Linked DNA regions of Mus musculus: all the other regions are linked to region 4. A link is a contact called in public Hi-C, Micro-C and promoter capture Hi-C data. All regions are on one chromosome and are shown on one strand. Each heading gives the region's core, a stretch centred on a gene start, on an enhancer-like site or on the middle of the called end of the contact. The rest is flanking DNA. Distances are from core to core; before and after follow the strand shown.

The links. Promoter capture Hi-C pulls out the DNA fragments that hold promoters and counts their contacts. A called contact is a pair of places that touch in the nucleus more often than the background predicts.
Region 1: a contact with region 4 is called in a promoter capture Hi-C map of pre-B cells, with 6 times the contacts expected there. The contact joins the promoter of 1700028E10Rik here to the promoter of Hsph1 in region 4. A contact is called at or near these places in 3 of 39 promoter capture datasets (the C10 cell line, neutrophils and pre-B cells), 1 of 15 datasets of contacts at CTCF or cohesin (pro-B cells), 4 of 484 Hi-C or Micro-C datasets (B cells, CD4 T cells, CD8 T cells and 1 more), 1 of 115 datasets of contacts at active chromatin or transcription factors (large pre-B cells) and 2 of 9 other capture datasets (adipose tissue and liver).
Region 2: a contact with region 4 is called in a promoter capture Hi-C map of hippocampal neurons, with 2.9 times the contacts expected there. The contact joins the enhancer-like site here to the promoter of Hsph1 in region 4. A contact is called at or near these places in 4 of 39 promoter capture datasets (the 3T3-L1 cell line, 3T3-L1-derived adipocytes and hippocampal neurons) and 2 of 115 datasets of contacts at active chromatin or transcription factors (the SCID.adh cell line and large pre-B cells).
Region 3: a contact with region 4 is called in a promoter capture Hi-C map of the HPC-7 cell line, with 5 times the contacts expected there. The contact joins the enhancer-like site here to the promoter of Hsph1 in region 4. A contact is called at or near these places in 6 of 39 promoter capture datasets (the 3T3-L1 cell line, the C10 cell line, the HPC-7 cell line and 2 more) and 1 of 115 datasets of contacts at active chromatin or transcription factors (the SCID.adh cell line).
Region 5: a contact with region 4 is called in a Micro-C map of palatal mesenchyme, with 2.3 times the contacts expected there. The contact joins the enhancer-like site here to the promoter of Hsph1 in region 4. A contact is called at or near these places in 6 of 39 promoter capture datasets (3T3-L1-derived adipocytes, the HPC-7 cell line, HPC-7-derived erythroid cells and 3 more), 1 of 484 Hi-C or Micro-C datasets (palatal mesenchyme) and 2 of 115 datasets of contacts at active chromatin or transcription factors (the SCID.adh cell line and astrocytes).
Region 6: a contact with region 4 is called in a Hi-C map of B cells, with 5 read pairs. The contact joins the promoter of Slc46a3 here to the promoter of Hsph1 in region 4. A contact is called at or near these places in 3 of 39 promoter capture datasets (the C10 cell line, hematopoietic stem and progenitor cells and liver), 1 of 484 Hi-C or Micro-C datasets (B cells) and 2 of 115 datasets of contacts at active chromatin or transcription factors (embryonic stem cells and pro-B cells).
Region 7: a promoter capture Hi-C map of pre-B cells shows a contact between it and region 4. The contact joins the promoter of Pomp here to the promoter of Hsph1 in region 4. A contact is called at or near these places in 5 of 39 promoter capture datasets (the 3T3-L1 cell line, the C10 cell line, liver and 1 more) and 1 of 9 other capture datasets (liver).

Annotation. Positions count from the first base shown.
Region 1 is chr5:151,367,328-151,370,027 of GRCm38.p6, reverse strand. 1700028E10Rik (RIKEN cDNA 1700028E10 gene) reads right to left here and starts at 1,353. Exons shown (of 4, transcript NR_045700.1): 1 at 1,172-1,353. It also overlaps a transcript of Stard13 not described here.
Region 2 is chr5:148,508,040-148,510,789 of GRCm38.p6, reverse strand. It overlaps Ubl3 (ubiquitin-like 3), which reads left to right. Exons shown (of 5, transcript NM_011908.2): 3 at 1,435-1,521. Among named protein-coding and RNA genes, the nearest start is that of Ubl3, 43 kb to the left of the region's middle. Within about 2 kb of position 1,384, at least 116 of the 459 cell types and tissues checked have an H3K27ac peak or open chromatin away from gene starts, as enhancers often do. A contact at or near this core is called in hippocampal neurons, where this site is marked.
Region 3 is chr5:148,488,182-148,490,881 of GRCm38.p6, reverse strand. No RefSeq gene overlaps it. Among named protein-coding and RNA genes, the nearest start is that of Ubl3, 63 kb to the left of the region's middle. Within about 2 kb of position 1,366, at least 183 of the 459 cell types and tissues checked have an H3K27ac peak or open chromatin away from gene starts, as enhancers often do. A contact at or near this core is called in the HPC-7 cell line, where this site is marked.
Region 4 is chr5:149,634,987-149,637,686 of GRCm38.p6, reverse strand. Hsph1 (heat shock 105kDa/110kDa protein 1) reads left to right here and starts at 1,372. Exons shown (of 18, transcript NM_013559.2): 1 at 1,372-1,717. The coding sequence starts at 1,611.
Region 5 is chr5:148,331,450-148,334,149 of GRCm38.p6, reverse strand. It overlaps Slc7a1 (solute carrier family 7 (cationic amino acid transporter, y+ system), member 1), which reads left to right. Exons shown (of 13, transcript NM_007513.4): 12 at 152-260; 13 at 1,607-2,700. The coding sequence ends at 1,710. Among named protein-coding and RNA genes, the nearest start is that of Slc7a1, 67 kb to the left of the region's middle. Within about 2 kb of position 1,384, at least 32 of the 459 cell types and tissues checked have an H3K27ac peak or open chromatin away from gene starts, as enhancers often do. A contact at or near this core is called in palatal mesenchyme, where this site is marked.
Region 6 is chr5:147,893,402-147,896,101 of GRCm38.p6, reverse strand. Slc46a3 (solute carrier family 46, member 3) reads left to right here and starts at 1,287. Exons shown (of 6, transcript NM_027872.4): 1 at 1,287-1,621; 2 at 2,057-2,269. The coding sequence starts at 2,081.
Region 7 is chr5:147,859,289-147,862,128 of GRCm38.p6, reverse strand. Pomp (proteasome maturation protein) reads right to left here and starts at 1,501. Exons shown (of 6, transcript NM_025624.3): 1 at 1,438-1,501. The coding sequence starts at 1,440.

The sequences.
Region 1 (2,700 bases), core at 104-2,603, 1.7 Mb before region 4:
AAGTTACAAAAGGAAAGGGATTTTTAAAATGTTACCTTCCTGGGTGTAAAAATTTAAATGTCTGTTGAAGTGATTTTTTGAGTTACTATTTTCAAGAAACTCTGAAGAACAGAGATGACATAATTGAGAAATTTTGTATACCTGGTGTTACAGCACCCTCTACAACAGAGTATATTATATGAACTTGCTTCCCGAATGTGTGACTGTACAAACTTTATGGTTTTAGCGCTTAGTTTGCTCCCTTGGCACCTGCTAGAAAGGCTACTAATCTGTCGGGTTAATGTGTCAAAACAGCAATAACAGCGAAGAGCTCTCCTGAACTCTTTAAACTATTCCAACTGTGGGCCTTAGTCACCTAGCTCTCCTTCCATATCACCTCTCCCAGTTCTAAACTCTAGTGAACTGGCCTCTTAAAAGCCTTCTGAACTCAAATGCATGCACAGGTAGGGAAAATACTGCTGTAGTGGGGGAGAAAGGTCCAGAGACAAGTGACCGCAGATCTCTGACTTCTAAGGGACATCTCACTGGCTCGCACTGTGCATCTTGATACACAATAACTCACAATAGCTAACAGTGCTCCAAGTGTATTACATCTGGACTTTTTTAAACATGAATTCTTTTAAGAGGAAAGTTATGTTCACTTTCTAGCTCTGGTGGAAACTCGTTTTCCCTTATCTAAAGGAAATACGGCATAACAGCCACAGCGTTAATTTCACAGTTCTGAGATGAACCTGGTGAGACTGTCTTGTTTTAAAAACCTATTATCATTCTTCTAATGTTTAATCCCCGATACTGCTCGTTTTCGCAACACCCCAGCTTAACAGACGTAATGGAGCAAAAGCTTTTCTCCAACACAGGCTAACGAAAGGCTACAAAGTAAAGCCTCCTCTCTGCAAAGCGGGACATGGAGGACCTCGGTCCACGCCGAGTGAAGAACCGAAGCACAGTGCCCAGAAAGGAGGAAACAAAAAAGGAGAGCCAGTGGGGCAGGAACTGTGTCGCCAGGACTTGAAAAGACGGGAAAAGGCCGGTTTCCTCCCGCGTGAGGTCCGTTCCCGCTCCAGACTCCAACCATTTCCGCTCAGGGTAACCGCAAAACCCTTCCCGCGCGGGAACTCGGTGGAGGAGGAGTCTTGGGTCCCGCCCTTCTGGCGGAGCGCATAAAGCCTACCCCGGCCGCCGCGGTGTCTCTGGAATGTTCTGAAGGGAGGAAGCGCGCCCCTCCGCAGTCCGGGGAACACTCGGCGCCAGATGGCGCTACCGCACCGAGAGCCAGAACCTGCGCCTCAAGGGAGCTGGGCTGAGACACCACCGGAAGTGAGGGCTCCGCGAGCCTCCTGGCCCGGATATCCAGCCTTCTAGCGTGTTCCCGCGCGGGGGCGGAGCTACAACCGGAACCGGACTGCGAACGCGGGGCCTCGTGGCGGAAGAGCCAGGAGGGGCCTTGGAGGCGGTAACTTCCGCTGCGCGCGCCTGGTCTGGGCGTGCACGCGAGGGGCGGGGCCTCCGCGCGGGCGCGCGAGCGCTTGCGTACTAGGAGGGCGTTGTTGCGGGAGGCATGTGCTGATTTCTCCATCTTTGATCGCTTGCAGGCCTCGCCGGGCGGACATTAAACTGGTGTCTTAGCAGGTTTTTGTCTGTTTTGTTGCTTCCCTCTCACAGGAGTTGGTTTCTGGCTGTAAATTCAGTTTCTGGAAATCTCTGGAACGTTAGCGATGTACAAGGTAGTCTCGAGCTGCTTTCTCGCCATTGATTCCCAGCCAGTGTCAGTCCTTGCATCGTTACCCACTCGAGGCTACCCGTGACAGCTAATGGCATCTAAGGATTTGGAAAGGCTTATATTACGGACTTTTAAAGCGCTTAATTTGAGCTTTACCCTTTATTTTTGTCAGGATATTGGCACTCTGCATTCTGCGGTGTGGCTTTGCACAGAACCGTTTGTTGAGGGTTTGAACGCTGCCAGGGGAAAACTCCGCCCCTTTCCCACGTTGGCTGTGTCTGATCCAAACCCATTTTTAAGTAGCTGGACAGTACTTTACCCTGGTACATGGGCTTTGTTTTTATTTTAGTTGTATCGTGAGGACTATGAACTTGTATTGCAGAAAGTATTAGTGTCCACCTTTAAATATACATAACACTTTCGGCTGAAAGACAGTTTCCCAAAGCTCCCGAGTTTCCCAGGAATGTCTTCAGCTTTTGGTAGATGCTTTTAGGAATTTCAGAGGTCCTTGCTGTCAAAGATTTAAATAAAGTCAAACATAAAAAAGTAACAAAACATGCACGCTCGCACACACACTCACAAACACACAATTTTGTGTTGGCCAGTTACTTCTGGGCATGGGGCCTTCCCAGAAGTGTGGTTGATACTCCATAGGGGAAAATTGATTTTACCTTTCCCAGTATTATCAGTTATCAGTTGTACATGCCTTTTGGTTAGGAATGGAACTTTGTAATCTCTAACCCCTAGTTTGTACTGTTTTTTTTTTTTTCCCCCTTGCTTGAACCTGTTGTGAATGAAAACTCCTGGGGGTGGGGGGCCGGGTGTGGCAGAGACTGATTAGAATTTTAGTGCTGTAGCAAAATTGGAATGTTGCAGGTCCAGAGTTTAACTACCTTATCTTAGTCTAGTTTTAGTCTCCTATGTACTCCAACTGCCATTCCTTAGTCAGCTTTGTGTCAGAACTAAAATCCCATGAGAGA
Region 2 (2,750 bases), core at 135-2,634, 1.1 Mb after region 4:
CGCTTTGAAAAGTCCTTCTTTAAGTCCCTCTTTCCTGAGTTTGCCAGATCTACTCAGCATATACTAGAGTGCATAAAAGGGCTCCTTTTATACAAAGTACTTAAATTAATATTCTAGGTCTAAACCACTATAATATCTTGCACTAAAAGCCAGTAAATGTATTTGTTGGATCTTGTAAGAAAAAAATAGTAAATTCTGGAGCAGTAGAAGAAAAGTCTTTGGGTGCCCTGCCCTGAGGAAGGAGCAGGCTGGCAGGTGGACTCCTTGGCTGTCTGGTCTGCTAATCACATCAGTGACACCAGAGTCCTCCTAAGCCGTGTTCTGTACATGTCCCTCTGGGGCCTAGAGAGGAGAAGGGCACATCTCATGAGGCCGTGAAAGATAATGGAAAGGCATGGCTTCACTATGCTTTATCAGGCCTTAAATCCCCCTTAGAGTCCTAACCTCTCTTCTATATGGATTAAAGTTACTGTCACTTGTGTTTATAGCAAAGGAATGTTTGGCCAGACATATTCTATAAATTATATAAATGATGGTTTTAAGGGCAGTGCATGCAAAGTAATTTTTGCTGAAGCAGAGTAGCTCCCCTGATCTTTATCTAGGAAAGAGTACAGTAAGACTCCCCGGGAAGGGACAGGCCTGGGGAGTTCCTCTCTCACTTGAGTTCCTGAGACCGGATAAATCAGGTGCATGCACATACATTGTTTTGAACACTCAACGAAACAGAACCAACCAAGGACAGGCTTTCTTCTCTTCTCTTCCATCACTCAGTCTTCTGGACTACTTTGTCTGTCGTCTCCTACTGAGAGTAGGAGCTACTAGAATGGTGAGCAGGAAGTCTTCAGATCACACTGAACCCAGAGCTTCCGTTGTTGCAGCAAGAAGCTGATGGGAGCTACCAAGGAAAGCGCCCTCTGTCCAAACAGCAGTCTCTGTTCTCAGACGGGGCTTCTGCAGGAGCTGCTGTGCTGCCCATACTCCAGCTGGTAGCCGTGTGCCTCAAATGCCATGAAATGTTTGCCAGTTGGCCTCTGAAAAACAGCACAGCAATGTAGCCCAGGCACCTAAGGAAGTCTTTGAGGAACTTGTTGCTACCCTTGAGCACACATTTGAACAGTACAAGCACTGGAACATTATAGTGTCCATTAATTACTGATAATGGAAATTGATTTTCAAATGGTAGATTCCCTTTACCAAGGCTAGACTTCTGGCTCGGTGTTTTCCTTAACTTCAGCCTGCAGCTTGGCACTCTCTGATCTCTTGAGGGACAAACAGTCTTCTGCAGCTCTTTGTTGCTACTTGAGGAAGGTGGAAGGAGCCAGGGCTGCAGTGCTTGGGTGGGGACTCTGGGCCACACCCTTCCTGGTAGCCTCTACAGAGTGTACAGAAGTGCTGTTGTGTGGGCCCGAGCCTAACCAGTTCTCCTTTTTTCAGACTGGGAAGAAGAGCAGGTCAGCAGCCCAAACATTCTTCGACTCATTTATCAAGGCAGATTTCTACATGGAAACGTCACCCTAGGAGGTAATTAATGTCCTTTGCCAGCATTATTCCTCTGTTTATTTTAAATGACAGTGGTTTCTAAAAAAAGGTGACTTGAGACCCTGAGGTCCCCAGCTCTGGGTGTGCTTCTCCCTGGAGACGGCTCCGCCTGCCAGGTTACAGATGGGTTCCCTGCGCTGCTGGGTGGTATGGTGGGTGTGCTACTTTTACATCAAAATCCATCCCACAGACTTGGCACGTTTATGACTGCAGGTTTTCATTTGTAAAAAGAGGGCTTTTTCAGTGGACTCAGTAAGTGCTCATTGTGTGGGGACCAAGTAAATACTGCTGTGGACACGCCATCGTGCTTCAGTCTGGTCGTCTAATGGTGAGGTCTGCAGTCTGTTCTTCCCTGGGTAGGTAGGTCGGTTACTGTGTAGTCACTGAGCAGTTCATGTGTCAGCACCAATAAACTTGAGTAGGCGGATTGAATGTGACCAGATCCTCCTTCAGGTTGCTCTGGGCTTGCATGGGACAACAGAGTCCACTATGGAAAGACTTGTGGGTTAGAGCTGGTGACCTCAGTGACCAGCAGTGTGGTCCTAGTGGGCTGCTGCAGAGCCTGGGCTCACATGGAGCTGGTTTGTTTCAGTGTTATGTTTGCTCTGAAAACTGCTGTAGTTTGTAGAAATACAAGAAATAATTGCCACTTAAAGGTAGAATTTGTTTGTAGTTTTGCCTAATTAGACCAACCCTCTGTCACTGTGAGGAGAGTTGACTGTTAGCCCCTGGCTGGTTTGTGCATATATTAATCATGGGGCCATTTTTTTTAATGGTTCAAACAAGATCTTGAATTAAAATTAATAAAGAAAAGAAGAAACCAAGCTAATAAGTGTTGGCTGGGTTTCCTCTCTTGACTCTGAGAGTGAGTCTGCTGCCCCTTGGAACACCGGTCTGTTGAGCAATTCCCACCAGCCCCTCGGTTTCAGTGTCAGGTTAAAGGTCACAGAATCTTTGTTAAGATCAAGATGCTTCATTCTCATTAAAATTTTAGAATAATCAGTAAAATGACTCATCTCTAGACAATTGTGTAGCTGCCAGTCTCTTTTGGAAGTAAATTAAAGGACTTCCAGCTCTCATGACTCAGACAGGTAGTGTGGGGGCCAGTGGCCCTTGCTTGGCCAGTGCTGCTGGATGCTAGGTTAGGCTACCCTGCTAACATTCCGCTGTCTGCCTTCTGGACTGCAGGTTTCCTTTTTGGTTAGGAGTGT
Region 3 (2,700 bases), core at 117-2,616, 1.1 Mb after region 4:
CCACATCTTGGCCCCCACTCTAAAGCTGAGAGATTTGTCCCAAATGTAAGAAAATTGGGCATGATTATGTTGATCCTATAATTTTACAAGCTTTTTTTTTCTGTAGCAAATTTCTCAGGAACTTATTTTTCATGGTATATCACATCTTTTTTTTTTTTTTTTTTTTTTCTAGTAGCCTAGGCAAGGTCAGCTTTCTAAAGAAAAAAGATTTACCATGTTCACAGTCCCACAGACTCAATGGCATGGTCCCTGACATTGGCTGGGCATCAGCCAATGACAGAAGTACAAAGGAAGGCGGGGAGGGAGGGGGGAGGGAGGGGGAAAGAAGAACAAATGATGCCCCCCTCTCACCTCTGAGGGTGCACATACCTGTAACACAACATAAACACGGGCAAATGCTTATACAAATAAAGTTTAAAGAGAAGTTATTTTTCATTTAGTTAATTTACTTTACCATGCGGGGCTTGACCCCTTGTATTTAGCTGTGTCCCTGAGCTTGCCGGCTTCCTACTTATTACTGGGATGCATTCGTTTAAGCAAATGGCGACCTTGACTGCACCTCGTCTTATATACATGAGCATCTCGAGTAGATTAGGGCATTCTGCACAGTACGAGAAGAACGCTGTCAAATTCAGGAGCTACTCCCTGGAAAGGAAACCACGGGCCACCACCCCTGCTGTCGCAGCTGAGTTTGTGCTGGTTCTCTGTCACACAGCCGTGGCTTTGCTAGGGCCCCATATAAAGAGCTTCCACGTGGGCACCTTCAATACAGAGATTGTTGCCTTTGGACACTGGAGGCAAGAAGTCTGCAGTGCTCGTTTCTTCTGAGAGCCGCTAAAGAGGCTCTGCACTGGGCTTTCCTCCAAGCCCTGAGGCTAGCTGGCAGACTCTCACAGACACATGGCGCTTGCTGCTCTCCCTTCACGGTCAAACTGCGTCTCCCTGCCTGTGTCCAAATCTCTTTTTATGACACCAGTCATACTGGGTTGGGATTTACTGTGAAGTCATAGTGACTAATTACACCTTCAGTGACCCTCTTTTCAAGTGAGGGCCCGTTGGAGGTACTGGGGGTTAAGATGTCAACATATCAGCCTAAGAGCATAGGACACACTTCAGTCCTTAACACCCACGGTATCAGTTTCTGTTACCGTAATAAAATACCCTGACCACAAGTAACTTAGAGATGAGAGCATCTCTTTTGGCTTAAGTTCCAGAGGACTAAAAGTCCATTATGGTAGAAGCATGAAGGAGCAAGGAGTCAAGAGATCACACCTCCACCGCAAGCAAACTCAAGAAGCAGAGAGAGAACTGGAGGCGGGCGGGGCTATGAAATTGCAAAGCGCACCCCCTTATAGTGACGCACTTCCTCCAGCAAGGCCACACCTCCCGAAGGTTCCATTCACCCTTCCCCACCCTTCAAATCTCCACCAACCAGGGAACTGAGCCTTTGGGGGGGGGGGGCATTTTTCACTCCAGCCAACACACCTACAGGCGTTTGCTAGATGCTGAGAGACAGCAGGAGGTGAGCAGTCCATTTGCTACTCCAGCTGGGGGAACCTGCGTCTGTGTGTACAGTGAGCAGGAAAGCAGACATGCGAGCGAGGTTTTACAGGAACACAAGGAGTGACTCTCAGGGAAATGGCACTTCAAGGCTGCATAAATAATCACAACCTTTACGTTGTGTCTAAGGGAGACTTGATTAAGACTCAGTTAAAACTCAGGTGCCTGGGGTGTAAAATTATGTGGTCAGAGAGAAAGGGGAAGTCTTACACACTGTTGGGGAGAATGTGGACCGCTGATGCTATCTCCAAGGAAATTAGTATGGGAGTTTTTCAAAAGGGCTAAAAATAGAACTATTATATGACCCAGCTCTAACACTCCTAGGCATTTATCCAAAGTACCCCATGCCAACACACTACAGAGACCCCTGCTGCCGCAGTCACAATTGCTAAGAGATGGAACCAGCCTAATGCCCATCATCTGGAGAATGGATCAAACAAACAAACAAACAAACAAACAACAACAACAACAAAAAACAACAACTGGGGGTTATTCATCTGTAAAGAGGAATAAAATCATGACATTTACAGGAAAGTGGGAGGGAACGGCAGATATATACGTATTGGATCTATGTATATGTAATTTACATATATACATACATATAATGGCTGGGGAGATAGAACAATTGATCCATTACCTGCCATGCAAGCACGAGGACCTGAGTTCAGTCTTTAACACCCATGTAGAAGCTGACTGTAGCCACACATGCCAGTAATGCCAGCACTTGGGAGGCAGAGACCGGAGAATCCCTAGTTGTATGTCAACTTGACTCAAGCTACAGACATCAGGGAGGAGGGAGCCTCAACTGAGAAAATGCCTCCAGAAGAGCCCACCGTAAGCAGATAAACCTGTAATGCATTTTCTTAATTAGTGGTTTGGTGGGGTACCATTCCTTGGGCTGGTGGTCCTCGGTTCTATAAGAAAGCAGGCTGAGCAAGCCATGAGGAGCAAGTCAGTAAGCAGCACCCCACCCCCACCCATGGCCTCTGCATCAGCTCCTGCCTCCAGGTCCCTTTACTGCTCTGATTTTCCTCAGTAATGGACTGTTAACTGGAAGTTTAGGCAAAATAAACCCTTTTCTCCTCAAGTTGCTTTTGGTTGCAGCAATAGGCCCTAATTAAGACATTCTCCAAGGAGCCA
Region 4 (2,700 bases), core at 123-2,622:
TAGTTATGCTAGCAGGTGAAATAACTTAAGTGGCAAGCCGATCAATCACCACGAATAAAACTTACTCTGCAATTTGTATAGAAAGCTCCCATTTAAGCAACCCCACTTGTCCTACGGGAAGAGGCATACTTCAGGAGTTAGTTTTTAACCCTGGGCCCCAACTCTTCATTCAATTACACACTTATTTAGCAGCGCACGTTTTAATTGTGCATATTTCCATATTCTAGAGGGTACACACGGGGTTTTCAGGCAAACTTTGACGTTTTTTTTAACGGTACATAAGAATTGAAAGCAGGAGCCAGCAGCATCCACCTCTGCTTTCTCTTCATGGAACCTAAGCTTACTTTCCAAGGAAAGAAAATGAAAGGTTAGATTAAACAAGGAATAAACCATACACCCATTTATTAAACCATATTATTAGCCATTACATTAAATCATAACCTTATGGTTAGGAGTGGCAGGGTTAAACAAAGTCGGCTTAAACTAGTATCCAAAATATGCAAAACCCTGTCGGCAAAACACCAGCAGCTTCCCAAATTGCATAGCAATCAAAAGTTTTCATTTAAGAAGAAGAAGAAGAAGAAGAAGAAGAAGAAGAAGAAGAAGAAGAAGAAGAAGAAGAAGAAGAAGAAGAAGAAGAAGAAGAAGAAAACCCTTCTGTGTTTTATTCTGCAACAATCTTGCCAGCGGACAAATGTCTACAAAATATAAACCGCGTTTGCGGCTTATCCTGACGCCCCTAAATCGCAATCCATTAGCTGTTGAAAAAACAAGCAAGAACGGAACACAGAACAAAGCATACACCAGAGAAAGAGCGCGAATCGGCAGCAGCCAGCTGGGCCTCTTTTTACTGAGCCCTTAAGACAAAGCAGGATCGTGGCACGCACCACGGGCTGGACTACATATCCTAGCATGCAAAGCACCGAGGCCTCACCACTGGACTGCGTTTCCCAGCATGCAAGGCGCTAGGGTCTCCCGGCCAGACTACGCTTCCCGACATGCTCTCTGCCAACAGCAAGTTCGTGACCGGAGAGGCCTGGGGTCCCGGAGTAGTGTGTTCTTTCTCCGTCCTTTCAATAGTTTTTCGGCGTCGGGAGCCGGACACTGCCACCGGAGTCACCACTTAAGCGACAGAAGTTCCCGACCGGTTATTCACTGGAGTCAACTGGAACGAAAACTGCCCCTCAGGCTGGGGAGGGCGGGATGGAGGCCGGGCAAGCTCGGTCAGTTTTAGCCAATGGCGCCCGAGCAGCTGCCCTGTCACCATGGCAACTCAGGCCGCCCGCGGAGGGACCAGCAGTCCATTGGGTAGAATCTTTCTCGAAGGCTCGAGAAGAAGGAAGCGGAAGTGGCACGTGGAGGCGCCGGTGAGTAAAATGCTGCAGATTCTGGAAAGTTCTCCTCAGTAGGCTACATAAGGCTGAGCGATTGGGACCTCCCCTTTTGGATTGGTAGCTGAGCGGCGGCGGCTGCGTGAGAGAGGCGGGCGGCGGAGAGCGGTGGCAGAGACTGAGCGCAGTCTTGCAGGGTAAGCCGGAGGCATCTTCCCGACTGGTCGGGAGCAGGACGAGCACGCAGCGGACCCGAGGCGGAGGCGGACCGGGCCAGCCATGTCGGTGGTTGGGCTAGACGTAGGCTCACAGAGCTGCTACATTGCGGTGGCGCGGGCCGGGGGCATCGAGACCATCGCCAACGAGTTCAGCGACCGCTGCACCCCGTAAGTAGGAGCCTGGGTGGCCGGGGAGGGCTGGAGCTCGCTGCTTCCCGAGGGAGATGGTGGGTCCGGGGATTCCGGGAACCGTGACACCCCGCGACCACCTGGTCCCGCTGGCCTTCCAGGCTCGCCCCCGACTCCCCACTCAGCTTCTTCAAGCTGGCACCGGCTCCCACCTCAGCTAGGATCTCGGCAGAGCCTGGGCAACAGAGCCTTTTCCTCCGCATGGTGAATCTCCAAATGACCTAGAAGGTTCCAGAGCCTGTGCGCCGCTGCTTGCCTAGGGAGCGAGCGGACTGTTGTTAGCGACCACAGAAACACGCTATGGTGGAGGAATCCTCCGTCTCTGCGTCTCATCTACTCCTGATTTGTTAATATTGCCCTAGTGCCCCAATCGCCTTTTGGAAGCGTCCTTTTTAAAGCTCATTGTGAAAAACGTCCGTGAGAGTTTCCAGACCCAGAGTTCGTTTATTTTAACACCATTTAGAGTAAGCAGTACAAATTTAACATTGTTGTTGCTTAACACACTGCTGTGCAAAAAATTCAGTGGGGAAGATGGATTTTTTTGCTTCGGAATTAAATATTCTGCAGCAACGTGGGTGGGTAAACGGAAGCATGGTAAAAAGCAACTTTTTGAGGGGGTTAGTTTCTGAAGGTTACATATTAGAGGCAGTTAGACCTGCGTGTGCCTTCACCGACAACAGCTGTATGCTTTTTAAGGCAATCATTATAGGGCTTTTTCCCCCCATGTGCAAAGTCCAAGATAATAAATGTTAAACATCGAACCCAAAGGTAAAATCATTCCGACCTTATTAGAGGAACATTTATGAGTGAATAGGAGGAAGAAAGCCTTGCTAGGAACTTACTTTCTAAGCATGGGCTCCCTCTCTCACAAAGCCATGGTGCTCTGTGATTCGGCAATTAGTAGGAAGGCTGCCAGTCCTTCTTGCCCCCATCCTGTATGCTAAGCGCTTCTTCCTCTCTCT
Region 5 (2,700 bases), core at 135-2,634, 1.3 Mb after region 4:
AATAACAATATCAACATAGTTTAACCTTGGGGATAAAATGGATATCCCTCTTCTAGTCTCTTTATGAGGAATGTTTGGGCAATTCTTTTTGGAGTGGGCTGTTGAGTTTGCCACCTCCCATCAGATCTGATGGCGCCTCATGTCTCTGCAGGTACCCTTTGTCCCCGTACTTCCTGTCTTGAGCATCTTCGTGAACATCTATCTCATGATGCAGCTGGACCAGGGCACGTGGGTCCGGTTTGCAGTGTGGATGCTGATAGGTATGTATGGGATGGTGTGTGCTTTGCTGGGTGAACCCGCATTCGATACCCAGCTTCTCTCTGTAAGGCCGAGCGTTTTCCCCTCCTGCTTCCTGACTGGCTAGTTAATGTAGCAGAACCCGCCTCCTTTCACCTCAGACAACATGGAGAAACAGGAGTTGTCAGTGGCTTACTCTAAAACTCCTGACACGTTGTGGAATCTCCTTCCCCTTTAGATACCTTTCATAGCCGGCTGCCCAAGAGAGTTCTCTCTCCAGGCATATCTTGAAGTTAAAAAAGCATGAGGTGAGAGAGATAGTTATTAAGAAAGCACCAGTTACTCTGGATAGGAAGGCTAAGTTGCACCTACTTGCCCAGTACCTGGCTCTGGGCTCTTCCGAGTACCTCTGCCAGTAGGACCACGAGCGTGTGGGAGCTGCTGGGAAGCTCTTGATGGAACGGCAGCTCTCGAGACAATCGGGGCTTGAGCAACCTGGGGATTGTGTACAGTTTAGTCCGGAGTTGTCTGCCTGGATGCTGGCCATCCCTCACTAGGGCTGATGTTGTGTCTCTCCCTACCAAGAGTGTGCCACTCTGTTCCCAATCTCCACCCCAGGCATCTGGCCTGGGGGCTGTAGAAGCTGGTTTCAGGCCTTCTCATTCTGTCTGATGGCCTAGGAGACCCTGGGCCCTGAGACCCTGGAACCTCGTGAGAAGCACCTTGCCTTATTTCTTTGTACATTCCAGGGACCTGTCTTCATTCGGCTTCAAAGTCTAGAGAGGTGCCCACAGCTCACTGTGACCCATTTCTTGGTGGTGGAGGTATGGGGTCTTCTCCTAAACTCCCCCTGCCTTGGGCCGGTGAGCCCTCGGGACTGTATTCCTGTGTGGGTTGCACAGGTGACCCTGAGCCATGTGTTCACAGTCCCTTGTGGGTCAGTCCTTTAAAGCATCACTGCAGATGTGGAGAGCCCTGGATGCTGGGTCAATACTGTGTACGGCCCTTGTTGACTGTCTCCTTCAGTCTAATGGGTTACTTAGGAAAAAAAAAAAAAATCAGAGCTACTAAGCCAGTCTAGGCTGGAAGTCCCAACCTGGGAAGGAACAGTGTCTCTCTGGTACTCTGATGCCACCTAGTGGTGGAAAACAGCTCAACGTCTTCTGTGACCTTCCACCCAGCCTGCTGCTCAGGGAAGCCCCTGTGCACCGCCCAGGATATACACAGTGCAAGCAGGACAGTGACTTTGGCTAATCCCATCCGGGGCCGTGTGTCGCCTCTCCGGGTGTCGAAGTCTACCTGGGCCCCCCCTGCGGGTCTGGCAGCCCTGCCTGCACTCTTCACCCTTCTGTCCCCTTTTCCCCCGTAGGTTTCACCATCTATTTCGGTTATGGGATCTGGCACAGTGAGGAAGCGTCCCTGGCTGCTGGCCAGGCAAAGACTCCTGACAGCAACTTGGACCAGTGCAAATGACGTGCAGCCCCACCCACCAGGGTGACAGCGGTTGACGGGTGCCCGTAGAAGCCTGGGACCCTCACAATCTCTCCACTCATGCCTCAGGATCAGCTCACACCCCCAATGTCACCAAAGCTGGTTTGCTGCCAGCTCGTGAGATCCTGGTCATTTCTGGACAGTCCCTTGGTTTACTCATCTCCCTCTGAACAAAGAAAGCAGCCCTTCTCCTTGCCGGCCGGCCGGGCGCTTCGCTGCTGCGGCCCCAGCAGAAGGGAGGCCCCCTTCTCCTCTCACTTGGGAAGCAGGCCTCCCTCCCTCCCTGGGACCACCCTGGCATCGCCCATGTGCACACTCCAGATGGCTAGTGAGCCTCTCCCTGTCAGCCCAGGACAGTCTCCTGACCACAAGATGCAAGACTATCCCAGCGAGGAAGCATGTGCCCCAACAGTGCTGCCCGACAGCCCATCAACTACAGAATACCTAAAGAGGAGGAACAGGCCCACATCTTACTGCTTTCTGGCTGGGGTGGTAGGATGGGGTCCCGGGTCTGCACAGAAGCATCTGTGCAGAACACAGCACGGTGTGAGCCGTTCAGGTGTGAGCCGCTCATCTCGAGCACAGAAGACGGGAGATCCCTGGAGTGACCAGTAGTGTCGAGATGAGACGGCCAGCTCAGCCCGCGTGGACTAGGGTGACATTCTCTGGTCTCATTCCTAGCAGGCCTGGGTTGGCTTTTGCTGCTCTTGGCGCCTTGTCCCCACTGTCCTGAGTCACTGGAACACAAGGCTGTATCCGTAGGGTTATTTCATTCTCTCGGGTCTTCTAAAGTTCTTCAGACAGGTGGCACTCAATGTGGGGTGGTGACGCCTTTCTGGCCACTGACGTGATCTGTGTGGCCTTTTACATCTAAGGAGTACTGCGGAGTCCTCCCCCTGCTGCTTGCTGTGAATCACTCCACTGGATTAACTTGGGGCTTAATGTTACCTTGGAAGATAGCCAAATCATTAC
Region 6 (2,700 bases), core at 38-2,537, 1.7 Mb after region 4:
GTGAAACTGTCAAGAGTGCGATGTTGAGAGTTACTTCCTCAATTCTCTCTGTGGCTATCTAGAGTCATCAGATCGCCTTCTCTCCAGTACAGAATATCCTTTTCTGCTAGTCAGCTCCTTTAGCCGCCCTTCCCACTCTGAAGCTGTTCCAGATCTGCCTCGAGAGAGGGTGGTTCAGTGGTTAGGAGCATTGCACCAGTACTCTCATCTGGGCAAAAATAGCCCATAGTCTGGAGTGTTACTCCTTTATCAATAAGGCTCTGGCCCACATCTGACCTTGATCTCTAGATAAGAGTAAGAGGCGCATTTGCAGGATTGTCCCCCACTTCCTGACGCAACCACTCCAGCCTAAGGTCTTCCTTTTTTGGACGGGTCCCCAAATCACAGAACTCTCAGCTTGCTTCTCTTCCTCAGGAAGTAACCCCCTATCAGCTGCAGGTGTGCTCCAGCTGTGCGCGTTGGCGGCCATTAGCGGCGGTCCTACTGTCTAGGGTGTTGCCATGGCTTTGTGAGACTTACTTACATCTTCTCAACAGAGAAAGAGCCGACTTTCAGAGAGATTTAACAATCCCCTCCCCCGCAACTCAGCAGGGGTGGCTGGAGAGAAGCTCACTAATGAAGAACACTTACTGCTCTGGGTTCCGTTTCTACGCTCTCAGGGCAGCTCACAACTGCCTGTAACACAAATTCTAGCACCATTTTCTGACCTCTGCTCGGCGTGGGCATACACATAAAATAAATGACTACGTAAAATGTAGTGAATATTTCGTTTAAATTTTCCCAAGGCCAACAACTCCCCTACTCGGAACTCTTCTCCTCTCATGAACTTTCAGTGTCTTCTCTCTCACATTGCTTGTGCAGACGCTTGCTGGGTCCACCGGAATGCTGCAGTGAACTGCAACCCTAGCGTATGACGTTTCCAACCACTTATTATTATCATCATTATTATCATTATTATTATTATCATTATCTGCTTTGGACAGGAGTCTTGTTATATCGTTGGGCTAGTCTCGAACTCTCGATCCAGATACCTATGACTCCACGGCGCTTCAGCGAAAACCAATAATCCTATCCAGATACGCTTAGCAGAACCTTCGCAGAGCTGCCGGGATCACCCAACTTGCCCAGCAACTCGGGGAGATTCAGCCGCTGAACCTTCGGGGGCGGGTGCAAGAGAATGACACTGCGCTAGACCAATCGCTACGGGGGCGCCGGCCGCCATACCCAATCACAAGCGAGCTAGGGAAGCGGGTGACAGCTCCGGCCGAAGATTGCCAGCTCTTGGCAGAGTGATGATGCTCGGCGGCCGAGTCACCACTAGGGCCCAAAGACCAAGAGTGCGGCGGCGCGGGGAGCGGCGGGGACTGAGTCCAGGGCCAACAGAGTCCGGGAGGTGCGCTTATTTCTCTTTGCCTTCTAACAGGGCTCGAGTGTCCCGTCCCAAGGGACGTCCCCCTGTTGCGGTCTAGCTCCACCTCGCTGCCCCTTCCTTTGGCTCTTCCCAGCTGGCGAACCGTGCTGAAAACCCGGGGGCGCTACGCCCCGCACTGGGTAACGGAGAACACAGTCCCGACTACGGTCCCACCTGTGCCTAGCCTAGCAGGAAAACTGTAACCGTGGGGTGAGTTTTAAAAACGAAAACAGAAACTAAACTCCCCTTCCGATCGGGAGCTGCTTTTTACAAGGCCCTTAACCTGCAGCCAAAATAATAGTAATTACATAACCTCCGGGTCCCCGGGTAACTTCATTGTTTACCTTATGGGAACCGGCCGGTGCTGTTCTGCTCAGCACTGTGAGCATTAGCTAAGCGGAGTCGGGGGCGGAGGTTGACTTAGTCCCTGCTCCTCGGAGAGAACTAGGGTACCCTCTCCCGGCAAGGGCACTCTCTCAGAAATCTGGAACTCTTTTTGCTTGCTAATGTTTGTTTATGACACATTGTTCCAACTTCCCCACTTTTGAGAATTTAGCCTCTGGGATAAAAAATCAACTGATGATTTCTATCCCCCCCCCCCACACTCGCCCCGTTTCTCTCCTCCCGCTTCCCGCTCTGCAATAGACTCGATCTGCCCACTTGAGCAATATGAAGATTTCATTCATAGAGCCCGCCATTCTCCTGAACGCGTTTGCTATGACTCTGACCATCCCGCTGACAGCGCAGTACGTGTACCGGAGGATCTGGGAGGAAACCGGTAACTACACCTTTGCTTCCAATAGCAATGGCTCTGAGTGTGACCAAAACAAAAGCAGCTCCATCTTTGCATTCCGGGAGGTAAGAAATTAAAATTAAAACCTCCCATCCTGGAGTCACAGGGAATGGAAACAGGTTCCAAACCAAAGAGGCTCTCCAAGGTGTGACCACACACACACACACACACACACACACACACACACACACACACTGAAATTAAGCCACCTTCTCTCTGTTCCTATTTCGGTTAATAGTTCCTCTTGACACCTTTAATCTGGCTCTTTCTAACTCTCTAAGGCACCTCCACTCCTGTCCCCAATCCCCACCCACCTTGTGGGACCAACTCTTTTATCCTTAGGAAATCTCACTACAATCTCACCCACTCTTCCTTGGTCTCTTGAATAACAAAAGTCCAGAAAAACTGACCAGAGTCAGCTGCCTCCCATGGGGGCGGGGCAGCAATTGTTGAGGTCTGGAGGCAGCCTTAGATAAGATAAACTGGGCTCCCTGGA
Region 7 (2,840 bases), core at 252-2,751, 1.8 Mb after region 4:
ATATAATACCAGAGGTGGAATTACGGCATGACACCTAGACATGAGGTCATAGGATCTGACAGAAAGGGGGAGGAGCTGTCTTCTATGATTAAAAATAAATGCAGCTAGTTGAAACAGTGCAAAAGGCTAAAAACAGCTCCTTTGGAACTGTCACTGTCACCCGACATCTGACAGCACAAACTGCTTAGATACAGGTGACCTGGTCTCTGTTACTAGTCTAGACCAAACAATTCTGAGAAAGCAGCTAGTTGATAGACTTACTTCACCTGTGTATTTGACCTGGCAGCTCGCATGGGGGGGAATGTCAGCAGCCCCAACTGGGTCTTGCTTGAGCCTCACCAGTCTCCCCAATTCTGCACAAGGTTTCCCCAAAACACACCACCTCACCAACAAAATCGCTAACAATCTCCTTCTAGACCTCATTAACATCTGAGAAATAGAGTTCGGGGCTCCAACTCTATAATTCAAGGGCCTGGTACTGTTGGTGTCCCCACTCTTCACACAGGAAACCACGGGGATCAGGAAGACAACAGGTAATCTATCCTGGACAGTCACCTACTCCGTGACTGCCAGTCAAGCACAGACTTCCAGGACTGGCCCTGTCTATGATTATAGCTGTCCCAATGCTGACTGACACCACTACAGTACAGTGTTCTCCTGGGGACAGATGTACTGAAAAGCACCAAAGGAGAAGTTTCGCTACACACAAAGGGGAAATTCTGAACTCTAGTATTGCTGTTACTATCGTCCCGGTGTCCTTTTGTAAAATATGAGGACTCCTTAAGGTTCTAGTTCAGTGTCAGATACAAGTTAAGTCTATGAAGACCTAAAAACCATTCATATTTCAGCGTTTCTCACATTCCTTTACACTGGTTAGCGGTCTCTGCCAATCCAAGCTTTCTGGACGTGGGCAGATGGCGTGCGGAGGAGTGCCATAGTGACTCAGGACTATGCTCAAAGAGAAACAGAAAGTGGGGCAGGAGGAGAGGCCAGAAGGGGAGGAGAGGCCAGAGGGGGATGCGAGGGAGTTCAAGCACTAACTATACGAACAAAACGGGAGCGACACATGGCACACAGAGAGATGTTTGTAAACCGAGGCTGAGCTGTACGAATGCAACGGGCGGTCGTGCGCCTTGGCGGGTGTAGGGGTGCAGTCACCCTAAGGGAGAAGGCACGTGGCGTGTCCCAACACGCACACAAGGCTTGGCTTTCGGAGGTGCCCAGTGCATGGAGTGCATCCGCCTCCACTGCTGGGAAGGGGCGCTGTGGCCTGGGAGGCCCGGGGAACTGACCCGCGCCGTCCGATCGGAGCCAGGACCACCCGAGAGAGTGCAGCCCGGGTCCCGCCCACGTCAGACACCCGCCGGGACCGGGCAGTCGCGATCGTGCCCGCACCACGAGTACCCGCCGCGACGGCGGCCCTCCGCGCTCACTCACCATCTTTGAAACAGCTCTGTGAGATCTATAAACCTGCTCGAGTCCGCCGGCCAAACCGCTCACTTCCGTTTCCGGGGCCGAGACGCCCACCCCTCCGCCCCATCCGCCGGAAGTGCGTCCTTCCGGCCAGGAAGGAAAGGGGGCGTGGGAGGAGCAGGGAGTAGCGTTGGGCCGGGGCTCCCACGCTCGCTGTCCCCCGGTGAGCGAGGGCCAAGGGCGCAGCTCGGGTGTGCACTGGCCCTGGCCTCGCGGGACGGTGTTAGATGGGCGTGTGCAAATGCACAGACTTCCCACGGGCCATCCAAGGACGCACGGTGGTGATTTACATAAAGTCCTTCTGCTGAGTCAAAAGTGGGACAACAGGCCTTTACGGTTTTATAAATCGAAGGTCCGAGGCTGGGTATGTGTAGAACCTAAGGAAAGGACCAAGCTAGCTTAGGCACCGAGCCTCAGGCAGAGGCGGGCTCCAGGGTTGTGGGGTGTGGATATTTCCGAACTTGGGGGGCAATCACAACCTGAGTCCCAAGTCAGGTCTGGCCACCGGTTCGTTCATAATAAGCAACTTAAAAGCGGGAGGCAGAAGGCGGCGATATGGTCAGTGTGGCCAGACTGGAAGACAGCAAAGACTTGGGAGGTTCCCTGGGACTAAGTCCTTTTCGGTGACATGGGGGTGGTGGTGGTGACAATTTTAAGTCAGGGTCATCAGAGCTAACGTATGTCAGGCTCTTAGAATTACAAATAACGTGGTTCTACATGTTGTACATGAGTCATCTCCCTAAGTCTTTTCATTAAGCTTTTTTTTTTTTTTTTGTTATTCGAGACAGGGTTTCTCTGTGTAGCCCTGGCTGTCCTGGAACTCACTCTGTAGACTAGGCTGGCCTCGAACTCAGAAATCCGCCTGCCTCTGCCTCCCAAGTGCTGGGATTAAAGGCGTGCACCACCACGCCCGGCTTTTCATTAAGCTTTTTAAAATTAATTTTTAAAGGATTCCTCTAAAACGTTTTGTTTGACTGTCTGCGTGTGCATCAGGTGTGTGCCTGGTGCCCTCACACTCTTTTGCAACATTAGCGGTGTTTGCCAACACGAAAGAGTCTTAGGGTCTTATAGGACTGGAGTTATAGGTAGATGGTTGGGAACCACCCTCTGGGTGCTGGGAAAGGGACGCAACAGATGCTCTTAACCGCGGAGCCATCTCTCCAGCCCTGTTGCTCACATTATGAGAGTATGGCATAGCACGAAGGAGAAGAAGACAAAACAGGTCTTAGCTGTGCTGGCCGGAGGATGAGGCGGCTGGTCACTTGGGTTCTGCAGTCAGAAGCAGAGAGAAATGAATGTCGTCCTCTTGTTTTTGTCTTGTTACTCAGCCTAGGACCCCAGCCTATGGGATGGCGCCTCCCACATTC